Linked DNA regions of Rattus norvegicus: region 1 is linked to region 2. The links are chromatin contacts, called in public Hi-C maps. All regions are on one chromosome and are shown on one strand. The core of a region is the stretch at or near the end of the contact, and the rest is flanking DNA. Distances in the headings are between cores, read along the strand shown.

Region 1 (7,274 bases), core at 2,778-5,277, 340 kb after region 2:
CCAGCTAAAAATATATTCTTTTTTTAAGTGGCATTTTATTTATTTTGTGGGTATGGGTATGCACACGTGTGAGAACACTAGGACATGAGAGAATAGCATGTGAGAGTCGGTTTCCTCCTTCCACTGGTGGGTCCTGTGGGTTGAACTCAGGTTACCAGGCTTCACGGTACGTGACTTTACCCATTGAGCCATCTGGCTATTCAGGAGAAAGATGAAGGCACATCTGAGTGGGGTTCCACTGGAAGTACTGCTTGGTAAGTAGATGACACACAGATAGATACACAAGACATATAATTATGAAAAATATTTCCAAACATTAATGCAAACACATACCCTAAGGCACCAAAGAGTTCCATATCAGATACATGGAAGATCCAATAACAGATTAATTCAGAGAGGGTGAAGTCACATATGTGACAAGATCATCAGGGTCTCTCTGTGATTTTCATAAACTCATATGTGCTAAGAGTCTCACTGGGCATTCACAGTTCACGTTTTTAGGCTGAGGGTTTAGACATCTCCATACCATCCTGAACTAAGCTGTAGAGGCCAGGTTGCCTTACCATGATCGTGGCTGTGGCGGTGGCATATTCCCCACCTCCCCAACACTCTCCGATGTTTGGACATCGGGCTTCCTCACATACCTGTGAAAAAGGGAAACGATGCATCAGATTGAAAGGACCGACCTACCAACAATGGAGTATTAGGTTCTTTAGTGGTCCTTTTTTTTTGAGATTATTTTAGTAGCTGGGTGGTGATGGTGCATGCCTTTAGTGCCAGCACTTGGGAGGCAGCAGCAGGAGGATATGAAGGCCAGCCTGGTCTACGTAGTGAGCTCCAGGACAACCAGGGCTATGCACAGAAACACTGTCTCAAAAAACCAAAAAAGGGGATTGGGGATTTAGCTCAGTGGTAGAGCGCTTGCCTAACAAGCGCAAGGCCCTGGGTTTGGTCCCCAGCTCCGAAAAAAAAGAAAAGAGAAAAAAAAAAAAAAAGGAAAAACAAAAATTATTTTTATTATAATTTTGTATGTATAGATTTTTTTGCCTGCATGTATGCCTGTGATCCACATGCATGCCTTGCGTCAAAACAGTCCAGAAGAGAGTGAGTGTTAGATCCCCTGAAACTAGAGTTGATTTCATACCATAACTAGAGATGGTTATGAGCTGCCATGTGGGTGCTAGGAATCAAACCTAGGCTCTCTGGAAGAACAGTCAGTGCTCTTAACCACTGAGCCATCTCTGCAGCCCACAGTCAGATTATCTAAACGACTGCCTATGCTTCCCACAGAGTTCAGAAGAAATTAATCACCTTTTTTTGTCTTGTAGGAAAATTAGACTTGGCTTTTACACACGAGACGACACTGGGATGCACTCCCACCCTAATCGTCTATGTACCTTTTAATTACTGTTGAGAACACTTCACTTTTCATCTTTATCTGCTCTCTTTGCTGCTTTTATACACTCATCAATCAATTCTTTCTCATCTCATCTGGCACCACCCATTTTATAATCTGAGTACCCGGGAAGGTAAGGCAGGAGAATCACAAGTTTGTGAACAAACAGGCCTATACAGTGAGTTCCAGACCAGCCTATGCCACCTAATGAGACTGTATCTCAAAAAACAAAAACAAAAACAAACAAAAAAAACAAAAAAAAAACCCAAAACAAAACAAAACAAAAAACCCTCAAAAAAAAAAAAACCCTTTACAAATATGGGGAAACAGTACAGATGCTGGGTGAGACAAAGAGGAAATACACTCTTACTGTGTGGAGATTTAAATTCCGCAACGTATTTTTCAGCTTATTGTAATTTTTACCCATGGGTATCTTTGTCTTTAACCACGGAGGTAGTCTTAACCTAGGGAAAGCCAGAGAGAACGGTCCATTACCAACCTGTGGAAAGCATGTACCTTTGCTCTAGCAGATTCCCAGGATAGCCTTTTCCATATTTCTGAACTAACTCATTTCCTTTATAGTAATAAGAACAAAGACTCAAATTTCGGTCTGTTTAAGCTGCTTTAGAAAACACTGATAATGGAGTCGAAGTGGGTGCAATGCTTATAGCTACCTTCAAACGTACATTGCTATACTGTTCTAATTAAAGGAAGGATATGCCTTTTAGCATATTCTTCCCTGTGAATACTACAAATTACTACAGTAACTCAGAATAAGGAAAGAACCCAAGTGCACACTATCTATCCTGCATTCTAGGCTCTAGTCATTAATAAGGGAGACAATTTGCTAATTTCAGTGGTTCACATCTGTGTTGCTACAATTTAATCCAAATAGGTAGGAGAATCAGGAGTTCAAGGTCAAATCTAACTACATAGTAATTTCAAGGCTAGCCCAGACTATATAAACTCTGACTTAAGCCATGAAATGAAAAAAACCAACAAAAAAGACAGGTCTAACCTTTGGAATGGAAGCTATATCCCTAGTTTTCCCTGATCTAGAAGCTGTTTGAGAAGTATTTTTTTATTTATTCATTTTATTTATATATGAGTACACTGTATCTATCTTCAGACACACCAGAAGAGGGCATCAGATCCCATTACAAATGGTTGTGAGCCACCATGTGGTTGCTGGGAATTGAACTCGGGACCTATGGAAGAGCAGTCAATGTTCTTAACCACTGAGCCATCTCTCCAGCCCCCTGGATAAGTATTTTTAGCTTCCCCCCCCCCCCCCCGGAGCTGGGGACCGAACCCAGGGCCTTGCGCTTCCTAGGTAAGCGCTCTACCACTGAGCTAAATCCCCAGCCCCTGGATAAGTATTTTTGAAAACAACACTGTACACCAAATCCCCACCACGCTTCTGTTACTATTTGCTTATTGTGTGTTATGAATCTGGCATCCAAAGCCTTCTGTATGCAGGCAACTGTACATCATCAAAAACAAACAAACAAACAAAAACCAAACCAACTAAATAACCATAGGCTATATGTAAACTTTCTCAGGAAAGGAACATTAGAGCTGGGGGTGGAGGTATACACTTTTAATCCCAGCGCCTGGGATCTCAGGCAGGTAGATCTCAGTTTTGAGGCCAGCCTGGGTTAGGGTTTCATGGAGAAACTATCTCCAAAAACCCAAATAAATAAATAAGGTAAATAAATAGGTTTATCAAGAGGAAAACCTATACTTTCTCAAGTAGACGCTAGATATAAAATGGGATATGGCAGTATAAAATGGTCAGGTCATTTTATGAAGGACAAAGAAAAATGGTCAAAGGGTGCAGAAAAATCTATTCAAAGCTTGATTAAAAACAGTGCACAAAATCAAAATGGTCTCTCATATTCAATTACCTTTCTCCTTTCTGGCGCTTTAAGTTTCCTTTATAATCATCCCAGGTACTCTTGTCTGCAAGATCACCAGATACAAAATCTTGAAGGTCTGGCCCATTATGCAAAAATTTCTTTTTCTCATCTGGCAAAGAACTTAATGCTCTAACCGAGCACGCATATCTTCCAAATATCTACAGAAAGCCAAAGAACTGATTCAGAAATTATGTAAAACGATTTAACTACTCATCAGAATCTGAAAAAGGCTCAGGGTGGAAGAACCGCAAGCCACAAACATGTAATCTAGCACTCAGAGGAGGCAGAGTGAGGAGGACTCTAAGAATTGATCTAAGAATTTAGTTTCAAGCCAGCCTAGGTTACAGGGACCCTGATGGACACTCAGCCCTGACGAATGGGAAAAAGTAGGGATCAGATCAAATATAACTGCTAAATATAGATCAGAAAACCTTAGGAAGTGGCTTAACATGCCACATCTTCATGTCTTCTATTCCTAAGACGGGTATTAAAAATATGTTAACAAGTTTGCAATACTTAAGATATGCCACGGCTTTAAAAAAGATATCTGGAACGATTTCCCTGGTTTTGAACTTGAGATAAGCAATGGCGTTCCTGTCGCTCACCCGGGACCCCAGGCTGCGAGCTGCATCCCAGCAGCGTAAAGCCATCCCCTCTTTTAGATCTTAGGAGGGTCAAGGGACCGAGGAACCAGCACCCCCGGAACAGGACGGGTCTCAAAGTCCGTCGCTTTACTTATGACGCAATACGCGATCGTCGAACCTGCGCGACTCGACTAGCTCGGTGATCGAGTAGTTTTGCCTTAAACCGTCGCTCGGTCGTGACGCAACACGCCAGCGCCCTGACGGATTACAAGAACGTGATGACGAAGGACGTTCTCTCTTTGCCCCATCTACTGCGAGGTGAGGAGGTTAGGGCCTGCGTTCCTTTGGAATCTAAACCCATCCTCTCTTGGGGACCCCAGCGGCATGGACCCGATGCCCCGAATCTTTGTCCCGACTGTCCCCCTGCACGACATACGCCCTTTGGATTTGGTGGCGCGAGCTAGAAGTTGCGTTCGGGCTTTCAGTCCCACCCCGGCCGCAGCCATTCCGCCATGGCTCGCCGTCCCGGACTTCCTAACACTTCTCTGGTGCCCGCTCATTCCCGACCCATGCACCCCCAGGCCACTCCTTGTCACGGACCCACTCGTGTCTTGCCGGCTTGCTTGTCTTCCTAGCTGGCGATTTCCGTTTGGAGCGGAACTGTGCTCGGTGTCTGGTGTAGAACGTTCCCTGCTCCAGCCTTCTTACCCGGGTGTTTGTGTTTCAGAATGAAGACCATTCTCAGCAATCAGACTGTCGACATTCCAGAAAATGGTAGGTGGCTTCACGCTTTGCTCTGACATATTTCTTGCATGCTCTAGTCCCTTGCCTGGGGTCTCACGAGTTCATCTTCTCTTCTAGTCGACATCACTCTGAAGGGGCGCACAGTCATTGTGAAGGGCCCCAGAGGAACTCTGAGGAGGGACTTCAATCACATCAATGTAGAGCTGAGTCTTCTTGGAAAGAAAAAGAAAAGGGTAAGAACTTCAGTATCTTCTGATACTTCAGGTGTTTGTAACAGCATGAGGCTTGGTGCCTTTGGCCGGGCGAGGTGGCACACATCTTTAATCCCAGCACTGGGGGGAGGCAGAGGGGTGACTTTGAACAATACCGATTGGGTGCTTGAAATTAGGATTTAGCTTCAGTGAAATTATAAAGTCAAATCCAATGCTGGGAAGCCGGGTAACAGATGTTCCCCACATGTGGCTGAGTGGCTTTTCAGACTCAGTTCTTCTCTGAGTGAACTTGGTTGTGTTCTCAGGGTTTAGGGGTGAGGTATACCGTCCCTCTTGTGTCCTGAGCAAGTGACACTGTGACATACAGTGCATTTGTGTCTTTTGAATGCTCTTGTATGCACCAGGTAGAAATGCTGTTTTAATTCTAAAGTTTTGTTCTGTTACAGCTCCGTGTTGACAAGTGGTGGGGTAACAGGAAGGAACTGGCCACTGTCAGAACCATCTGCAGTCATGTTCAGAACATGATCAAGGGTGTGACACTGGTAAGCCGGCCCCCCACAATGCTTTTTAACCCTTTGGAAGAGGTTTCTTGGATGTGTTTTGTGAATATAAATGTGTAGGGGCAGGATACACTCTTACGAACTACACCCAGGTTTTGGAGAGTGGGGTGTACCACAGATCAAACCTAAGAATTTGCTGGGCAGGCTCCTACACTTCAGTTTCAGGGTTTTTTTGGTAGGTATGTTATAGTGGAGATAAGAATTACTGGTTGGTGTGTGGGACTAATGGATAGAAAAGGTCTGACTTGTGCATATCTGAAGTCACTGTTCCAAATCTTTTCTCCCAAAATACAGTTAGTGCTGCAGAGGTTTGTTTCATAAATACACCTTGTTTTTTAAGTCTCTTGTGTGCCTGATTGATCATGCTTCCCTGTTGCTCCCTGTTCCCGTGAAGAACTTGGACTTTTATTTAGCCTAATAGTCTGAAGTCCTTTATTATCTGGTAGTGTCTATGGTAACTCCACCATATCCTAATGCCAAAAGTGAGGCTCTTGTGCTCTTTTTTTTTTTTTTTTTTTTTTTTTTTGGTTCTTTTTTTTTTCGGAGCTGGGGACCGAACCCAGGGCCTTGCGCTTCCTAGGCAAGCGCTCTACCACTGAGCTAAATCCCCAAACCCTTTGTGCTCTTGAGGAGACGGTAAAGCAAAGCTTCCCCCAGGAGCTTTAATAAGCTGAAGAGGAATTTCAGAATCTAGGCCAGCCTGAACTGAAAACTGAGTTTGTTCAAGATTGCTCACAGCTTGCTTATTTGATCCAGGGCTTCCGTTACAAGATGAGGTCTGTGTATGCTCACTTCCCTATCAACGTCGTTATTCAGGAGAATGGGTCTCTGGTTGAAATCCGAAATTTCTTGGGTGAAAAATACATCCGGAGGGTTCGGATGAGGACAGGTATGTGTGCACCTTCGGAGATGACGGGGAAGTTATTACAGTTCGTTGTCCTTGGGTCTTGGATAGAATGGTTGTGTTTGATGTGGTGAAGGTATTTCAGCACTTCATAGTTCTGATCACTTGAACTTTTCCTGAAGAGGGAGTATGTTGAAATAGTTGTAAGATCCAGCAGTTTTTGTGGGGTCTGGGAGTCACATTTGTCATCTGTGATAACAGTGTGTTCAGAAGTCCAATTCTGAATCTTAAAGAACTTGATTTGTTTCTTGTAATTTTTAGAGTTCTCTTGTTAACGCTATTGAATACACCTCTTTCAGGTGTTGCTTGTTCTGTCTCTCAAGCCCAGAAGGATGAGTTAATCCTTGAAGGAAATGATATTGAACTTGTTTCAAATTCAGGTGTGTATATTAATGTCTGTTATAATATTTTATCTGAGCCTTGAGGCTGAATTTGTGTCTGATTTCTGTTTTAAAACTTCTGAGAAATAAGAAAAAATCATTGTGAATCTGTTGTGTATGCAATTTATACTGTGCTTTGTATCATGAATAGGAAATGGTTATATGTTTGTGTTTCAAGTTCAAAATGGGTGGCACATGGCTGGCTTTGTTTATTGGGGTGTGTGCCACTGTGCTCAGTTGAGATCCAAGGGCCATGAAGGAGTCCCTCCTTCTTCCTTCCACTGTGTAGGCTCCAGGGATTGAGTTCCAGTTACTTGGCCTTGTTTGAGATGAATTTGGTAGTGAAATAATGGCTGTGTACTTCTTCCTGTGTAGCGGCTCTGATTCAGCAAGCCACAACAGTTAAAAACAAGGATATCAGGAAGTTTTTGGATGGCATCTATGTTTCTGAGAAGGGAACCGTCCAGCAGCCTGACGAATGAGACCTCAGGTGGGCACCCATGTCTATGACTGTTTCAGATGAATGTAGTATGCTATGAAAATGATTACAGAACTTTCTGGACAGGAATATTGAC
Region 2 (7,456 bases), core at 4,708-7,207:
GAGCTGGGGACCGAACCCAGGGCCTTGCGCTTCCTAGGTAAGCGCTCTACCACTGAGCTAAATCCCCAGCCCCTGCACACTCCTATATGAGCATGCACATATGTAGGTGTCTTAGGGTTTTATTGCTGTGATGACCAAGGCAACTCCTATGAGGACAACATTTAATTGGGACTGGCTTACAGGTTCAGAGGTTTAGTCCATCATCATCAACATGGGAGCGTGGCAACATCTAGGCAGGCGAGGTTGTACATCTTCAAAGGCTGCTAGCCAGGGCCACACTTTCTTTAAATTTTATGTATTTGGTTGCTGGGAATTGTACTCAGGACCTCAGGAAGAGCAGCTTGTGCTCTTAACCACTGAGCATCTCTCCAGTCCAAGGCCACACTTTCTAATAGTGCCACTCTCTGGGCCAAGCATATACAGACCATCACAGTAGGTTTGCTTTTTTGGGCTATTTTATTGAGTCCTGATATTTCTACCATATTTAAGATTTATTTATTATGTATGCAGGCTGCCAGAAGAGGGCACCAGATCTCATCATAGATGGTTGGTTGCTGGGAATTGTACTCAGGACCTCTGGAAGAGTAGACTGTGCTCTTAACCTCTGAGCCATCTCTCCAGCCCTCTACTTTCTTTTCATCTCTTATGACCACTTGACAAACTGCAGGGACAGGAACCAACCAGCTCTAGCAGCAGTGGGGGGAGCAGCAGCAGGGGTGGGGGTGGGGAGCAGCAGCAGCAACTACTGACTGAAGAAATCATCCTGTTTCGGGGTGAAGTGTTCACGAGGTCCCATACTTCCCTAAGCTCTGTACAGGTAGTTAATAGTTGTTAGGGGAAGAAGAGTGGCAGAGCCACTGGTAAGTTGCCCTTGCTCCCATACACAGTCCTTCATCTATGCTCCTACTGTAAGCAGCTCTAATTAAACTCATTGGGTACATGGTCAGTAGCTCTCAAACGCTGGGTCACAACCCCTTTGGAGTTACATTTTCAGATATTTACATTACGATTCATAAGAGTAGCAAAATTACAGTAATGTCCCAACAATATAATGTTATGGTTGGGGGGTCACCACAGCATGAGGAAATATATAAAAGGTTCTCAGCATTAGGAAGGTTGAGAACCAATAATAGAAGGTTATAGGTGTACATGCATAAACACACACTTATACACACACACATATACACACACATACACATACGCACACACACATATACATACACATACACACATACATATAGGCATAAACACATGCACACACACACATACACACATATACACATACACACACACACACACACACACACACACTGATAGGTAGAAGGCATTCTTCTTCTCTTTCATTCTCTTTTCTGTTTGACTTTTGTCTTTTTTTGACTCAGTCTTGTGTGGCTCAGGTTGGCCTTGAATTAGATATGTAGCTGAGGAGGACTTTGAACATCTGACCCTCCTGCTAGAGTGATGGGATTATAGGCCTGGGCCACCAGACTCAATTTTATGTGGTGCTGGGCATGTTAGACAAGCACTGTATCAACGATCATCCCCAGCACTTTATACTACAGATATTTTTTTTTTCTTTTCTTTTTTTCGGAGCTGGGGACCGAACCCAGGGCCTTGCGCTTGCTAGGCAAGCGCTCTACCACTGAGCTAAATCCCCAACCCCTACTACAGATATTTTAAAATAATCAGTAAAGCATTTTGTAGTTCAGGCTGCTAAAGAGGCGGAGACGAGAGGGATTTATTTGAGCCTAGAACTCCAGGACATATTTCGGTAACATAGTGAGATCCCATCCCTTAAACTTTTTTTTTTCAATTAAATTAAAAGTCATTATTTCTGTAGGATCATGGCTAGTGGCCACTATATTGAATAATGTGAAAGCAAAACTTTCTATTGTCAGTTGCTATTGGTCAGTCAGTCCTTCTGGGACCTTTTGTTCCTATAGAGAGTCCCTTACTCAGATTCTTATAAGTAACCCAATAAACTTTCCTTTTAATATAGAAATAAATAAAAAGCTGGCTTGGGCTACAGACTCTAAAGAGTGTTGCAATCTGCTCCAATTGTGTTACAAATCTCAGGGTTTACTCTCCTTTGGAAGCTTACAAAATTATACGGTAATAGGAGGTTTGCGTAAGAATGGTCGCTATAGGTTTATGTGTTTATGCTTAGTCACAGGGGAATGGCACTATCTGAAAGGATTAGGCTTAGCCTTGTTAGAGGAAGTGCATCTCTGGGGGTGACTTTTAAGGTTTCCAAAGTCCACACTAGGCCCAGTGTCTGTCTTCTGCTTCCCTCCATGCTTTCAGATATGAAAATGGACTAAGCCTCTCAAACTGAAAGCAAGGCCCTAATTAAATGTTTTCTTTTATAAGAATTGACTTGGTGGAGGACTGGAGAGATAGCTCAGTGGTTAAGAGCACCGGGTACTCTTCTAGAGGTCCTGAGTTCAATTCCAAGCAACCACATGGTGGCTCACAACCATCTGTAATAGAACCTGATACCCTCTTCTGGTGTGTCTGAAGACAGCTACAGTGTACTTACATATAATAAATAAATCTTAAAAAAAAATTGCCTTGGTGATTTCTCTCCACAACAGTAAAACAGTGACTTAGACAAATAATAATAACAAAGTAATACATTGTATACTTATATTTTTACCTTCCTATACACAAGAATACCTTTCAATAATTGATAGTTGCTGGGCATAATGGTATATAAGGGTGCCTATCTGCAATCCCATACTCCAGAGGTGGAGACAGGAAGAGTGAGGAGCCAGCCTGGGCTATATAGTAAGTTCCAGGCTGGTCTCAGGATATAGTAGGACCCTGCCTCAAAAAACAGTACATTTTCCCCCCTCATGTTTTTATTCCTTAGGTCTTCCAAACCTAAGGCTTCCCAAGTACTGGACCCCTGGCATATCAGAGGAGACTGTCTCTTCCTCCCTGCTACATATTACTAGCTGGTCTAGAAATCATTCTCTCTCTTTTTCTTTAAAGTTTATTTATTTATTTTATGTATGGGAGTTCACTGTAGCTGTCTTCAGAACAGGGCATAGGATCCCATTACAGATGGTTGTGAGCCACCATGTGGTTGCTGGGAATTGAACTCAGGACCTCTGCAGTCAGTGCTTTTTTTTTTTTTTTTTAAGATTTATTTATTTTATGTATATGAGTACACTGTTGCTGTCTTTAGACACACCAGAAGATATCAGATCTCATTACAAATGGTTGTGAGCCACTATGTGGTTGCTGGAATTTGAACTCAGGACCTCTGGAAGAGCAGTTGATGCTCTTAACCATTGAGCTATCTCTCCAGCCCCTTGGGCTAGAAATCTTAGGCTCAAAAAAATCTCCTTGCCTAAATCTCTTGAATAGCTGCAACCCTAGGCCAGTTCAAAGGAGAGTATTTTAAAGAACAATGCATAAACTCAACAATCGCACAGCTTCTTCTTTTTGTTTTGTTGAGACAGGGTTTCTCTGGCCATCCTGGAGCTTCCTCTGTAGACCAGGCTATCCGCGAACTCAAAGATTTGCCTGCCTCTGCCTCCCATTGAAAGGCGTGAACCCTAACTGTCCAGCTTATTTTTATTTACTTATTTTTAATTGTTTTTGAGACAGGGTTTCTTTGTTGCCCTGGCTCTCTGCTGTCCTGGAGCTAGTTCAATTGACCAGGGAGCCTTCAGCTCAGAGTCACAACCCCATACTGCTTATTGTTTTTTGTTTTTTTTTTTAAACAACGTAGCTAATTCTTTTTTTTTTTTTTTTTTTGTTCTTTTTTTCGGAGCTGGGGACCGAACCCAGGGCCTTGCGCTTCCTAGGTAAGCGCTCTACCACTGAGCTAAATCCCCAGCCCCCCTGCTTATTGTTTTTAAAGTCGTTTCCTCAAGTTATTAGTGTATTGTTCAGGTTCATTCGTTTAATATTTACCTTAAACCGCTGCACTGAGTTTTCCCTGGCAATCCTTTCTTTTCGAGGAAAGAAAAAGTAAAGCTTTGGTGTATTCACTACTTAAGGGGAAAAAAAAAACACGAGGTCTCAGATTCACATAGGTAATTTGCAAATCTGTAAAAACACCCTTTCTCTTTCTTTTTTCTGGGTTTCACCATCAGGAACCCTGATCTGTGTTTTCAGCCCGTAGCCAAATGGAAGGCCAGAAACTCAGGAACCATAGCTTGAGAGCGAATGCCAACTTCCTATTTTGCAGCTTTGAAAATCTTAATGGTAGGAGTCTAAGGTCGTCGGCAGCGACCTCGGGCGACTCTCAGAACACAAGAGAATGAGCAGCCCACGTTCTGCCGAGTTGTAAAACTTTGCCTCGGCTTCTAGAGCTGTTTGCAGGGGAAACCAGCAGTTTCTCCGAGGTATTAACCATTTCTCAACCAGTCCGGTCACGTCCCCACCAGACAAGCCTTCAAGAGTCCCGGACTCGGCGGGGAACAGGAGCATCACAAGCCGGCGCCTCCGGGGTCCGCTTCCCGCCACAGGGCTCCTCCTCCGCGCGCCCGCTCGGCTGCCGGCCTCCCGGAGGCGCCCGCGCGGGCAGGTCTTGGCGCCAAACGGATGGCGGCGCTGTCCACCAGGCGCGCGGCCGCGTCGGGTTCGAGGGAGGCGGGAGCTCGGCCGGCGGAAGAAGGGGCGGGAGCGAGGTGCGCGGTGCTCTCGCGGGCTCTCGCGCCGCTCGCGTGACGGGCTCTGGGTGTGCGCGACGCTCCGGCTCCGCGGGGCACGGGCAGCCGGGAGCGCGCCGCGGCGAGAGGGCGTCTGGTGCGGGTGGGCGCGAGGTGCGGGCGGGCGCGGGGGACGCGCGGGCGTGCACCCGCGCGCGGGCTCTCGGAGGAGCCGCGGCCGAGGCTGCGCTTCCTCAGCCCGACGGAGAGCGGCAGTGTCGCCCCGGCCGGCGCACGCTCGGCCCGCGTCTCCCCCCGCGGCGGCTGCTCCTCGGCACCGCCAGCCCCAGCGCCGCTCCGGGGCGGGCGGGCGGCGGCGGCGGCGGCGGCGGGACCCACGGAGCCGCTTTGTGTGCAGCCCGACGAGGGGCGGCGGCGGCGGCGCAACCACCTGACAGAGGCCCGGCGCTCGCTGCACCGTCCGTCCGCATGAGGAGGAGGTAAAGCGGCGGCCGGGCTCGCGCCCTCGGCGGCGGCGAGGGAGGGACGGAAGGGGAGACCGCAGGGGAGGGCGCGCGCTGAGGCCCGGCGGGGTTGCCCGGAGCCGTGGCTCAGGCCTCGGCGGTGCAGAGTAGCGCCGGGCGACCGAGAGGCTTGAGACGCCGCCGGGCTCGGTTGCTGAAGTTACGGAACAAAATGTGAAGTGCGGAGCCGGGTCCTCCGCTTCCTGGCTCGGGGCTCGGGCCGCGGGCGGCTGGCGGGGGTGGCCGGCTGGCCGGAGAGGGACGGCCGCGCGGCGGGGACGCCGGGGGCCCAGGGCTGGGCACGGCCACGGCGTTCTGCTCCTGGGCGCCGACGCCGCGCGTGGGTCCTCTTGGGTACCTAGTTTTGCGGCCTAAGCTGAACCCTCTAGGCCTCGAGTCTCCTTTCCCGGAGGTGACCGGCCAGGCGGGGACCGGGCCGCTTCTCCTGAGCCGAGCTGGGGCCGTTGGGTCCGAGCTGACCCCCGGAGGCCACCAAACTTCCGACCTAGGTGCTCGGGGGTACATTTCATTGTGAAAAGAGGGCTAGGAAACTCCGGGAGCTGCTCGGCGCCTCTCGCGGCCGGGGTTGCTGCAGCCGAGAACCCCGTGGCACCCGGGCTGGCGCGGGTGGGGGTGGCGGACGCCTGCGGGGTCCGAACCCTGGGAAGGAGCGAGTGACGGGGTCCCTGGCCTCGGGGGGAAGAAAGGGCCCTTTCCAGATTAGAGATTTTTGAAATGAAAAAGAGGTTACAAAGTCGCCCCTTTCCCGCTGAACTTTGATTTTCTGACCGATAGAGGCCGGTAGAGGACTGTGAAAGAAAAGTTATCCCCCAGGATGGACTTCACGCAGCCGAAGCCTGCCACGGCCCTCTGTGGCGTCGTGAGTGCGGACGGGAAGATCGCTTACCCTCCGGGAGTAAAAGAGATCACGGACAAGATCACCACCGACGAAATGATCAAACGTTTGAAGGTAAGGGTCTGGGTCGATATTCTTCTGTGCTCTGGATGGCTTTTGTGACTCATGTGGTTTCATTTGACTACTCAACCTGGCCTTTGGAGTTTTTAGTACTAAGTTTTTAAAGATATCTTCACCGTCCCGGAAAAGTATTGTTCAAACTTGGCGATATCTTTGGATAAGTTCTGAAAAGACATAGTAGCATGGGAAATTTAAAGAGTGTGATCATTTTTCTGTTCTGTTTATTGCGCATAAGAACACATGGTTTAGTTGCTTCCCTTTGGTTATTTTTTCTTTAATGAATATTGTTTAAGCAACTCATACCCTTAGGTGTAGTGATTTACCCACGAAAGTTCCTATTTTCATCGGCTCCAAAAAAGACTGATTTGAGCACAAGCAGCCATATTTTTTCTCCCTTAGATTCTCATGATTTCCTAATGTCTGGAAGCCTAACTATACATGGGCTAAACTTCATACAATGTACAGATTTTTCAGAATTTGAGCTTAAAGAGAAATGGTGATTTTATTTTAGAACCCAAGAAAGTTGAGGACTGGATTGTTGATATTCTGTGAGGTTTGTTTGTTTGTTTATTGTCGGCAATCTTAACAGTCATTTTGGTTGTCACAGTTGGCTTGGGTGGAGTAGGGAGACGATGAGGCAGAGCCCTGTAAGGAGCTATCAGTAGTCTGTGAAAGATCTTAAACTATTGGAAGTAGGGCATTGGCAGTGGGGAGACAAAGAATGGCTCAGGTGACTTGTTTGAAAGAGGACATGTAACCTAGCTATTCTTGAACTTAACAGTCTTCCTGCCTCCACTTCCAAAACACTAGAGCTGTAACCATGCCCTGCTAACAACAGTGGTTCTCAACCTGTGGGTCAGGACCCCTTTCCCACAGGTTAACTGTCTGATATCCTGTATGATTCATAACAGTAGCAAAATTATAGTTATGAAGTAGCAATGGAATTATTTTGTTAGAGGTCACCACAACATGAGGCAACCTTAGGAAGGTTGAGAACCATTATGCTAAAAGGCACACTTCAAAGTTAAAGTCAAATGTGGTGGAAGGCTAGGCAGGAAACATTGTTGACAGTGTTTCTGCCTTATGCAACTTTGTAAAATGTATTTTTAGGGCCTGATCTTAGAATTGAGCATAGTACCTAGTAAATATTATGTGTTTAAAGTGTTTCTGTGGGGCTGGGGATTTAGCTCAGTGGTAGAGCGCTTACCTAGGAAGCGCAAGGCCCTGGGTTCGGTCCCCAGCTCCGAAAAAAAGAACCAAAAAAAAAAAAAAAGTGTTTCTGTGTTTTAGTTTCTATTTGTTGGTCTTTTGAAAGACCTAGCTTCTTTAATTAAAAGGCATCTTCTCTGTTT

Evidence for each region. A called contact is a pair of places that touch in the nucleus more often than the background predicts.
Region 1: a Hi-C map of kidney shows a contact between it and region 2, with 4 times the contacts expected there. The contact joins the promoter of Lias here to the promoter of Pds5a in region 2. A contact is called at or near these places in 7 of 12 Hi-C or Micro-C datasets (the A7r5 cell line, Schwann cells, kidney and 4 more) and 1 of 1 datasets of contacts at active chromatin or transcription factors (oligodendrocytes).

Annotation. Positions count from the first base shown.
Region 1 is chr14:43,243,396-43,250,669 of GRCr8, forward strand. Lias (lipoic acid synthetase) reads right to left here and starts at 4,028. Exons shown (of 10, transcript NM_001012037.1): 1 at 3,921-4,028; 2 at 3,304-3,473; 3 at 1,767-1,860; 4 at 564-644. The coding sequence starts at 3,965. All of the region lies in intron 1 of Rplp2l3 (ribosomal protein lateral stalk subunit P2 like 3), which reads right to left. It overlaps Rpl9 (ribosomal protein L9), which reads left to right and starts at 4,195. Exons shown (of 8, transcript NM_001007598.3): 1 at 4,195-4,217; 2 at 4,627-4,673; 3 at 4,761-4,876; 4 at 5,302-5,397; 5 at 6,172-6,304; 6 at 6,619-6,699; 7 at 7,075-7,189. The coding sequence starts at 4,628. The coding sequence ends at 7,181.
Region 2 is chr14:42,900,376-42,907,831 of GRCr8, forward strand. Pds5a (PDS5 cohesin associated factor A) reads left to right here and starts at 5,958. Exons shown (of 32, transcript NM_001083624.1): 1 at 5,958-6,098. The coding sequence starts at 5,964.